Linked DNA regions of Danio rerio: region 1 is linked to region 2. A link is a contact called in public Micro-C data. All regions are on one chromosome and are shown on one strand. Each heading gives the region's core, a stretch centred on a gene start, on an enhancer-like site or on the middle of the called end of the contact. The rest is flanking DNA. Distances are from core to core; before and after follow the strand shown.

What was found. Hi-C and Micro-C count contacts between places; a contact is called where the count stands out from the background.
Region 1: a Micro-C map of caudal fin shows a contact between it and region 2, with 4 times the contacts expected there. The contact joins the enhancer-like site here to the promoter of LOC141380319 in region 2. A contact is called at or near these places in 2 of 18 Hi-C or Micro-C datasets (caudal fin and hematopoietic stem cells).

The regions. Positions count from the first base shown.
Region 1 is chr22:20,742,888-20,748,251 of GRCz12tu, reverse strand. It overlaps fkbp8 (FKBP prolyl isomerase 8), which reads left to right. Exons shown (of 9, transcript NM_200884.1): 6 at 1-151; 7 at 483-560. The region is part of intron 1 of LOC141380320 (a long non-coding RNA gene); the gene reads right to left. Among named protein-coding and RNA genes, the nearest start is that of ell, 8.2 kb to the right of the region's middle. Within about 2 kb of position 3,856, at least 25 of the 62 cell types and tissues checked have an H3K27ac peak or open chromatin away from gene starts, as enhancers often do. A contact at or near this core is called in caudal fin, where this site is marked.
Region 2 is chr22:20,549,239-20,554,741 of GRCz12tu, reverse strand. LOC141380319 (inactive tyrosine-protein kinase PRAG1-like) reads right to left here and starts at 3,138. Exons shown (of 4, transcript XM_073937792.1): 1 at 2,712-3,138; 2 at 2,426-2,577; 3 at 1,360-1,862; 4 at 1-685. The coding sequence starts at 2,833.

The sequences.
Region 1 (5,364 bases), core at 2,607-5,106, 190 kb before region 2:
AGAGGAACTTTTGGACATGAAGGTGAAGTGTCTGAACAATATGGCGGCTGCTCAGCTTAAGCTTGACCACTATGAAGCCGCACTGCGCTCCTGCGTCTCTGTTCTGGCGCACCAGCCGGACAATGTCAAAGCCCTGTTCCGCAAAGGCAAGGTTAGTTTCTTGGGTTCAGATGAGGATCGGTTTCACTCACTCTCATTAAATAGTAATGCCTTCCTGAGTTTGGACACAAAAATGCAGGTTGGTCGGTCATTCAGTGGCATTTAGGTTTCCGGCCACAGCAGAGGAAGTTTAGCACTGACTGGCATGTCTTGAGATTAAAAGGTGCTGATGTGTGTTTTTGTGTGTTTGTGTGTTTGTGTGTTTGTGTGTTTGTGTTTGTGTGTGTGTGTGTGTGTGTGTGTGTGTGTGTGTGTGTGTGTGTGTGTGTGTGTGTGTGTGTGTGTGTGTGTGTGTGTGTGTGTGTGTGTGTGTGTGTGTGTAGGTCCTGGCTCTGCAGGGAGAGTTTGCTGAAGCCATTAAAACACTGAAAATGGCTTTGAAGTTGGAGCCAAGTAATAAGGTAACAGAAGTGACAAAATTATTTGATTTAGTTTTTATCTATAATATATATAGTTTAATCTTATTTTATTTATATTATTATTATATTTTTGTTTGATCTCATTTTAATTTTTTAAATGTATACCTTATTTTTATTTACGTTTATATCTTCATCTCACATCTTATTTTACTTGATTTGTTTTACAGATTTTTCTCTATCCTATATGTGTTTTTCTTGTTATTAGTTTTATATTTATTTATTTTTGAGATCTTAATTAATCTTTTATTTTAGATCTTTAATCTTATTGTCTTTTATCTCAATTTATTTAACATATTTTAATCTTCCTCTGGTTTAAGTTCTATATATATTATTTATTTTTGTATGTCATCTTCTTTTATATTTGTATCTTTACCTAATTTATCCAGTATTTTAATGTGTTTGTCTTTTACTTTGTACCACTTTTGTTATCAAAGTTGTATTTCATTGTTTTTTTGTTATTGTTATTATTTTTATGTCTTTAATTGTTTATTTTATTTAATTCTATCTTCGTCTTCTTTCTATTTTGTCTCATTTCCTTTCTAAAATATTATTTCTTTATTTGATCTTATTTTACTTATGTGCTGTTGGGGATGTTTTCATCCGCTCTGGGGTAATTTTGAGTCTTAATTTGACAACTTTTTTGTGTTTCAGCGAGCAGAATGATTTTTTTTTTACATCTTATTTTGTCACATAATGACAAAATGCCTTGGAATTTTTAGTGAACTCAATAAAACACTATGGGCAAATTGACTATCCTTTTGTTATGTTTGGGATGAAAATATCCACTAAATTTTACAGCTGTAAAAATTAATAAAAAAGTTTTTTTTTTTTTTATTCTGTTGCATAAATCTGTTAATCCACCTCAGCCCTGAACAAAAGTACTAAATTGCTTAGACCATTACAAGATTCTCTTTAGTTGACAAATTCACAAATGATCTCACTGATTTGGTGAAGAAAACACACAAAATTACGTATTTTCAAAGTAAAAAGTAATAATCGTGGACTGGATTTTTTAAAAATTTTATCACATGTAAAACAACATTGGGAATGTGAAACAGCATTGACTTTGATGCATTGTTTTTAAATGATTTTCCATTTTTTCTCCCTAATTTACTGTTGGTGGCTGTTTTTGCCCCATTGACTTCCATTATAACCACTTTTTTTTATTGCAAAACCGTGACACCATATAATCATGCATTTTTGATTGTTGGTGGTTTTCCCAGTTGGGAAGACATAAAATTAGCATTTTTACTGTTGATCATCAGTTGGCACCATTAACCCTTTAGATAGGCCTGTGTGAACAACAGCTTAGTTTCTGGACTTTGTATGGAGTATAACAGCAAAATAAAGTGTGTGTATGTGTATGGGAGTGGCATTTGCGCACTTACCATACCTCCAGTTTTTTCTGGGACTTTCTCGTATTTAAAGTTCTATCCCACTATCATCCTGTAAAGGTATTTTCCCATATTCTTTTCCCATATATTTTCAGTCTTTCTCTGAAGGGTGGCAATAAACATTAAAAATGGCAGGATTCCCTTTCCTTTTCATTACAGGTCGCCCCTCCTATGCAATCCACAAAACGTCATATAGCGGTGCGTGACTGTCAGCAGATGCGCTTCATAGTAAGCAATAGACTCTGTTTCCCAAACGGATCCTGTACTCTTGATTTGAAGCAGAGCGAAAATCTGGGTTTTGGGTGCTTGTTTGAACAGACATATGCACATAATAATACCAACATCTAAAGATGTCGATCTTGGTGGGGAGTTTTTCAAACAACTAATTTTGTCCTAAATGAGCATATAATGAAAGCAATCAAATGCTTTCATTATAACATTAGATGTGTGCCTTTTTAAAGTGACACCTCTGTTGTTTAATGTAATCTGCTCAAATGAGAGATTCATTCGCTGCTCTTTAATCAGAATGTGTCAGTTATACAGTGAAGAAAAGGTTAATGAGATTTGATAACTTGATTTTATTTCTTTATGATAGCTATTAATTTTAATAAGCTAAACTGTTTGCTAATGTATTTGCTGCTAATGTATACTATTTATTTTTTCTTTTGTAAATAATAATAATAATAAAACATATTATTGACTGTTTATTTACAATGAAACAGCTCCAGAAGAACATATTTAGTAATTTGGGGATTTATTTGGGCTGAGATATAAGGGATATCCCTTATTATGGTGGGCATATCCCTTATTTTTACATACCAATGTTGATGGGTATGGCATTTACTTTTATTCGTCTGAGAAAATCAAAATATGGATCTCAGCTCTCTGAACTACATAGAGTAAATAAAAACAAAGACTGTGTATTCATGCTCCATCAAATGTGGTTATAATGGAAGTCAATAGGGCTAAAACAGCCACCAACAGTAAATTAGGGAGAAAAAAAAATATCTAACAATGCATCAAAGCCAATGCTGTTACTAATCATTTACATGTCGAAGACTGTGATAAAAGGTTTTAAAAAATCCAGCCCACAATATCTTTTTTTTATATCGAAAATACGTAATTTGTTTGTGTATTTATTTTTTTTATACACCAACTCAGTCACATCATTTGTGAATTTGTTAATTAAAGAGTTTAAAAAAAAATTTGTAGTTTTGATTAGGACTGAGGTTGATAAACAGATGTTATGCAATAACATTGAAAAAAATATTTATCTGATGCATTTTTACAACGGTTTAATTCAGAGGATGTTTTCATCCCGAACATAACAAAAGGGTAGTACATTTGAACCGTGCACAAGGGTTAACATTATTTCATAATTGCGTCTTTCATTAAAAGTCGTCACCTGAAGTACTATTTTATTTCATATATTTATTTAATGTTATCATGTCGGAAATATATGAAGAGTTCAGATGCAAAAACCTCAAAGTACCATCTCAAATTTTCATTGAAAATGAAAATTTTTCTCAGCGTCCTTTTTTTATGTTGAGTTATTTTACTTTAAAGACCAGGAAAAGGACTTGTCCTTTGCCATAAATGTGATATTACTGAACCTACATGACAGGATCCTGATAAAAATGTTCATTTTAGAGGAAAATTTCAGATGGCAGTTAGAGGAATTTGCATCTAAACCCTTCATATGTTAATAAACAATGTTTTATTATAAAACTGTCAAGAGCTACTTTTTTTTTATAAAGTCCCAGAAACAAATGCATTTCACATCGTCACCAGCAGAGGGCGCTGCAGACCCAGAACAGCCTGTTCAAAAACTCAAAGTATCACATTTCTTTCCGCGTCTATAAATACCCATCTCCCTCCGCGCACTGGCCATATCTAAAGCAGCGCTGGCCTGCTCTGCTTACACTGCCGGATGGATGAGGTTCCCTGCGTCCCACCATCTGACAGCTCCTCTCTGCTGTAGGACCAGCCAAAACACCTACGTCTGCACATTTACACCCTCTCTTCTCATGTGTCTGGCCTTTACAGAGGCTCCTAGGCTCAGTTCCTTCATCCCCTCTGATCACACAGCACCGGTTTGCCTTCACGCCACTTGTTTTTGCCATTAGCCGCTAATTATACTGTAGCGGCAATTAAACGAAATGGCAGGTTGTCATGGGATATTTTGACTCGGGCGGCTCTTGAAAGTCAACAATCAAGATGCTGTTTGTTTAGTCGTCGCTCTTTGCTTATTAATAATGATAATGACACACTGTTCGGTTTAATTGGGCATATTAAGCTGATGGGTAATTTCAATGTTTATAGGTTAACGCAGTGATTTAGCAGGTTTTGTTCTTCATAATGGTCTTTCTTAAATATGTGACTCGGTAAGTTGAATAATTATGCAAATTGATCATCCTTAACGCTACATTATTCATTCATTTATTTTCTTTTCGGCTTAGTCCCTTTATTAATCACCTCAGTGGAATGAACCGCCAACTTATCCAGCATATGTTTTACGCAGCGGATGCTCTTCTACCTGCAACCGATCACTGGGAACACCCATACACTCCGGACAATTTAGATGACCCAATTCACCTATAGCACATGACCCAGTCGAGGCTCGAACCAGCGATCTTCTTGCTCTGAGGTGGCAGCGCTACCCACTGTGTCACTGCGCCACCACACTACATTATTATAAACTCTACTGTTGAACGAATCAGTTTGTAAATTAATACAAGATTAGCAGAAATTTATACACGATTCAACCAAAAATCCTAATGAACTGAATCGCTACAGTCCGAACAATTCTGATTCATTTAAACAAATCACACCTAGGATTCAAGTAAAGATTTATCTCACAACGGAATCATGCTGTTTCTTGAAACAAAGGAATCTCAATATATATACTAATTCATTAAATTAATCAAACTCCTCTGCATTGGCAGAAACAAACAGGCAAACACATCATTTGTCCTCGTTCAAGAGCTCAAAATCAAAATCCTTGACCTTCATTTGGTCTAAAACAGAGTGAAGAGGTTTAGATCTACACTACCTGACATAAGTCTTGTCGTCGATCCCAGGTGTAAGAGCAACAAATAATAAGCAAAAAATGTCAAGGTGCTCAAGGAATGGCCAACCCACTCACCAGACATGAACATTATTGAGTGTGTCTGGGGTAAGATGGTAGAGGAGGAATTGAATTTGATTATAAAGAATCTTGATGAACTCTAGGGGTCCTGTAAGATCACTTTCTTTGCCATTCCCGATGACTTTATTAATAAGTTATTTGAGTAATTCCAGAGATGTATAGAAGCAGTTGGCGAAGCTCATGGGAGTCATACACAACATTAATTCTTTTCTCACTGCACCATGACTTTATATTCTATACTGTA
Region 2 (5,503 bases), core at 1,889-4,388:
ATGGGGTGTCTTTTTTTACCCTGATCTCAGATGAGCTATTGTCATCGAGATGTAGACTGTACTTGAGCAAAGTCCCTAACTGGAACTCTTGGGATGTTGCCTCTTGAAAAACATCATCCTCGAAATGGCTCTTAAGGACCAAACGAGGGGTGCCCCAATCTTCCCATAAGGTTTGACAAATCTCACTTTTTTTCTTCTCTTCTATTTGCTCGATGGAGTCTTTATTCATGTTTCCTCCTATTTTCAAATCAGTAGCGTATTCACAAGCATTAGCATCCTTGCGTTTCATGCTTGGCCACACTAAGTTAACACACTGTGGTTTCAGATCCCTGGAAGTGACATTAAAATGTCCCAGCTGCTGAAGTCCTTGTACCAACTGGAGGGCAAGAAGACAAATTCTCCTCTCATAGACCTCAGGATGGATGGAGTGCAAAGAGTGTCCCTCCTCAACAAAGTCCTCCAGTGTTCCCAATGGAAAATCTCTTACCATGGTTGCACTAAAACCTTGCTCCAGAAGATTAGCAACTGTTTGCTGTTGACATACTTCAGTGGTGTCCTCATGTGAAGGCCCGAAGGTGCAAGTTTGATCTGTAGCTGTGCATTTTGGAAAATGGAGCACACCTTGCTCAATGTTAAGATGAGGTATGGATATATCAAAGTCTGCTGCAGAATCCCCTCTGTGAACCTGTCGGAACATTTAGAGTTAATTTTAGTATAGACACATTTTACATACCCACCAAGCAATTTTGTGTTTTTGTGATAAAAGGCTAAATTTGGGCTGTCAGTAAGAATCAAGGACATCTAAGAATTGCCGAAAAAAACTAAATATGATTAGATTAGTAAGATTTCATTGGTGTAGTCAATTATCACTGTGTATGCGATGACGTCAAATTTTTTTTAGAGACAACTCATTTAGCCTTGTTTTAGCTAAACAATCTTTATTTAGATATATAATAAACTTTTAAAAAGAAATGTATGCTTGCTGGAAAATGATTCTTGCAGTTCTTGACCCCAAAACGTTTGCATTGTGACTAAAACCTTCTCTTTAATGTACGTGGCACATATTAAACTGTTAGCACTGTTGCTCAACACCTGGTGCGTTGAAGGGAAGTGTGGTTTGAGGGTTTTGTACTGTGAGCTAGAGTTGCCTTATAAGGGTTTGCATTCTGTTTTTGGTTCAGGGGCTTAGACTGGGAAGTAATGATGGCCTACTTATATTTTCGGAGTGAAAAGTCATGTGTGTTATTGCACACCAGCATACACACAATCTCAGGTTGTTAGAATTGCTAAGTAGGTTCATTCTGCATCTAGTTTAGACTGACTTGTCTTCTTTTATAATTGTACGGTTGATGTCCTTACCTTTGCTGCAAACATTCTTCCAGGAATCTTCAGGCAACGCACTAAGTAGTAAGAATTCCACTTCTGCCCAAAGAGTATGAAGTCATTTGGATGACAAGTCTTTGAAATCTCCACTTCCTGCTCACTCAAGAAGATGCTTGCTTCAATGTTCTGCAACATGTTTCTCAGAAACTTAAGATAACACTCTTGAATTCCTGTGGAAACTTGTTCATGGCTCTGGAAGCTTCTGAGGACTCTTTGAAGTTGCTCATCTGGCGTGTCAAAGGTCATATTGTGCAAGGACAGACCTTGATGCAGCTCCTCTTGTAGCTCCTCCTCTTGTAGTGTATGGCTGCCATGGAATGGTGCTATCATATACAAGGGATTTTCATAGTTGTAGGATTTTGTATGTTCAAGGTAAGGTGGTTCCAGAGTCTCCATCGGGAGGGATAGGGTTCTCGTCAGACTCTTTTTGGGTACCGGAGGAGGAATTTCATCTGAGAAGAATCTCATCTGGTGATTTTCTGAGCAACACAACAGGGTAAAGGTTACCAAAAAGTAGGGGTGTTTGAACTCGGTCCTGGAAGGCCGGTGTCTAGGAAAGTTTTGCTCCAACCCTAATCAAACACACCTGAGCCAGCTAATCAAGCTCTTACTAGCTATATTTGAAACCTCCTGGCAGGTGTATTGGAGCACGTTAGACATGAACTCTCCAGGACACCTCTGCCATAAAGCATACACATACTGCATGTAAACTACATAGTTGGATGTGGTATGTCATGTGTTTTGCGAATGAAAATCTATGGAAACTCTCAGTTCCCACAATACCGTGGGACAAAGGCACTACGTGGTTGAGTTGTCTGTCTCGTGGCTTACTGTATTGGTTTCAGGTGTTACTTCCTTTAACATTTTCATGTATACAACAAATAATTGTAAAAGAACAATCAGAAATGAGGAAGGCTGAGCATGTAAAAGGTTACGATATTTAGTTCTCATTTCAGTAGGATTATCATCACTTGCTGCAAAGCTAACTTTTAAAAATAAACCATTTTTTCTCCCCTAACAACTCCATGGTATGAGTGCTTACCATAGCGATGATGTATTGGACAGTGGGCTGCATTACAGTAAGTAGTAGTGAAGACTTCAGTAAACGGAGACACTGGGGTCTGTGGTCCAGACGGGAGTAGATCTCCCACCTTCAGCTCTAAATCCTGAACCGAGCTTGAGGAAGACTTGCTCCTAAACATGCACACATGGAGAGTATGCTAGACCTGCTTCATTTTTGCTATATTTCACTATACTGCACAACAAGTAACTGAGGTTTCCTGTTTTAAAGTGTACATAACTCAAAGTGTAACACTAGCATCTCTTACCTGCGCTGTTTGATGGGCAATGCAGGTGGCGATGTCCCTCCTGATGCTCCCAGGAGAGAGTAGTCTGTTGCTTGATTCATTGCAGTTTGGCGTGTGATAGTTTGAGTGTGGTGAATGTGCATCAACCCCCTCCAACTGCCAGTTCCTGTAGTTTTCTTCTGGTGCTTTAGCACACGTGGAAGTTATCTCACTCTCTCTCTGTCTCTCTCTCAGCCATTACCACAGCATATCTAGCATCTGAGGTTGGTAGCGGAAAGGCTGAGTGCATTTTGTGCGCTTCAGCTTGCTGTGTTTTCATATAAGGAACCTTAAAAAAAAGGAACCATTTTTTTAGTACTACTATCTTTGGATGACTTGCTAAATTGTATTGTTTCATTCCAAGACTTGAGAATTTTTATTAATTGGTAGAAATGCTGTAAATTTCTACTTTCTATCTACTTTCAACTTGACATACACAAGTCATGCCAAATTGAGTTGAAGCGACAAAAACACAGTACTGTAGGCAATTATGCAGAGAAAATAAAAACAAGAGACATCAAATGTGGGATGAAAATATTGTGAACTGATCGCTTTATTGAACTCCTCAGACCCTTTTTTTAAAGGGGAAAACCAACCCATCATTTTCAAGCTCAGAACTCTTAAAGGAGAAACACATTTAGAACAACTTGTGAATTCTGTCCCCTGTGAACACATTTCGGCCTCCTTTTAACATCAATCCTGAATGTCTTATCCGTAGATAAGAACTCGGAATGGTCCAAAGTATGATGGCTTCAGTCAATCTCTGTGTGCATCATGTCGAACAGAAACAAATTACGCTGAAGATAGCTCATCCTGAACCCTAAGTCTTGTGAAGTCCATGCTGAGAAGTAGGCACTGGAGAAAAAGAGGAGGCAGGACTTAGCAAAATAGAAGTGTGGTGCAATCCACACCATAAATTGCTGACACTAAGGACAAAATCGCCAGACACTTGAAGTATCTGCCCTAAACACAAGTTCCGTTGAAGAAAAATGAAGATCCTCCTAAGGGGTTGTTCGAAGCCCAAGCAATACTTAAGGGAGTCTGTCATACCAGTTGTCTTCCTTCCTTCACACGTATCTTGTAAAAACACGTTGACAAAACACTCTGGAAACATCCAAGAGCATTAGGTTCACCAAATGTAAGCGACTATGAGGAGGAAAACAGGAGACATCAAATGTGAGATGAAAACATTGCGTTATGAGCGCTTTATTGAACTCCTCAAACCCTTCTCTTAAAAGGGAAAACCAACCTGTCACTTCCAGCTCAGAACTCTTAAAAAGTAAACACATTTAGAACAACTCGTGAATTCTGTCACATGTATAAATGTAGGTGCCACAGTACCAACAATTTGGTGTTAACACTCGTGGACAAAGTAGTATGTCATCCTGGATTAACAACTATGTTGATCCTAGAACATAATGTTTGTTCGAAATGTAATCCATACCTAATCTCTACTAGGGTTGGGCCGATAAACGATGCCATCGCCGATGGCCGAGAGACAACACGATGCTGAGCCGGCATCGCAGATCCTCCGCACCGCGAAAAATACACAAATACACAAAATGGCATTGTAGAGCAAAACTGATCCACATCTTATTTTACCTAGCTTTTCTGAACAGCCCTCCGTCCGCTGAAAACGCATATCACGTGACCCCCCACACACACACAGACACAGACACAGCCACACACACTGTCATGCCCTCGTCTAAGCTCCAGAGAGCAGTGCACATTGGACAGTTTATCAAGGATGTACCGCTGGATCGTGTCTTACTATTTGTTAAACGTGATATTTAATTAATCTTGTCTCTATCTAACAACTCTTCTGTCTTTTGAATCTACCAGGTAACGTGTCACAGCATCAGTACACTGCTTTAATTTTTTGCCTTCACACTTGTACTTAGCAATTTTTGTGAAAACCTCAGATACCGTTGGTTGAGCACCTTTTTTACCGACCAAGTTTGTGGACACCATTATAACGACACAGATTACTCTGCCTATTCACGCCAGAGTCCAGCTGAAAAAGCTATTGACAAGTGGTAATTTGTGTTTAACTTATCTTTATTTATGATTTCTTTATGGGTAAAACAAAGACCATGCGGGTCAGGTAGTTATAGGCTACAAATAATTAATTTGTTATGAATTAATTAATTATTCATAAATAATTAATTCAACTTTGCCTATGACGACGATGCCATTGTCCATCGTAATGTTTCACATTAAACATTGTACAATGCCAAATTGGTCGACATCACCCAACCCTAATCCCTTCCCTTAAACCCAAGTCTTACTGTAAATTATTCCCAAAATCAAAGGTGAATAACAGTTGGATAACAATCATGTTGAAGGACATAACCCTAACTGTAAAAGTGTCCCTTAATTAAGATTAGCTGGTTGGAATGTTGCTCCAGAATCAACATAACTGTTGATCTAGGAACATGTCCTTCTTGGTGAATTCATACTAACCGGCTACAGCGTGAAATCTGCACTGTGTGCTGCTGTCAACACTACAGCACCACTGCACTGGGGCATGTCCAATTTTAGCACGCTGCTTTAAGCAGGTGAAAGACGATGTGTTCATACACATATCACACATCATGACACACAATTTTCTTCTGCAGTGGAAGCGCAGCGTCAGAGTATGTGATATTTTTTTTTGGTCACTAGAGGATGCTGTTTTCCCTTTATACACATTAAGCAACCCCAAACATGACATCTTTTCTACCATTAAACATTTAGTAATCATAAATTAACCCAACCAGCTATGAGGTGACCAA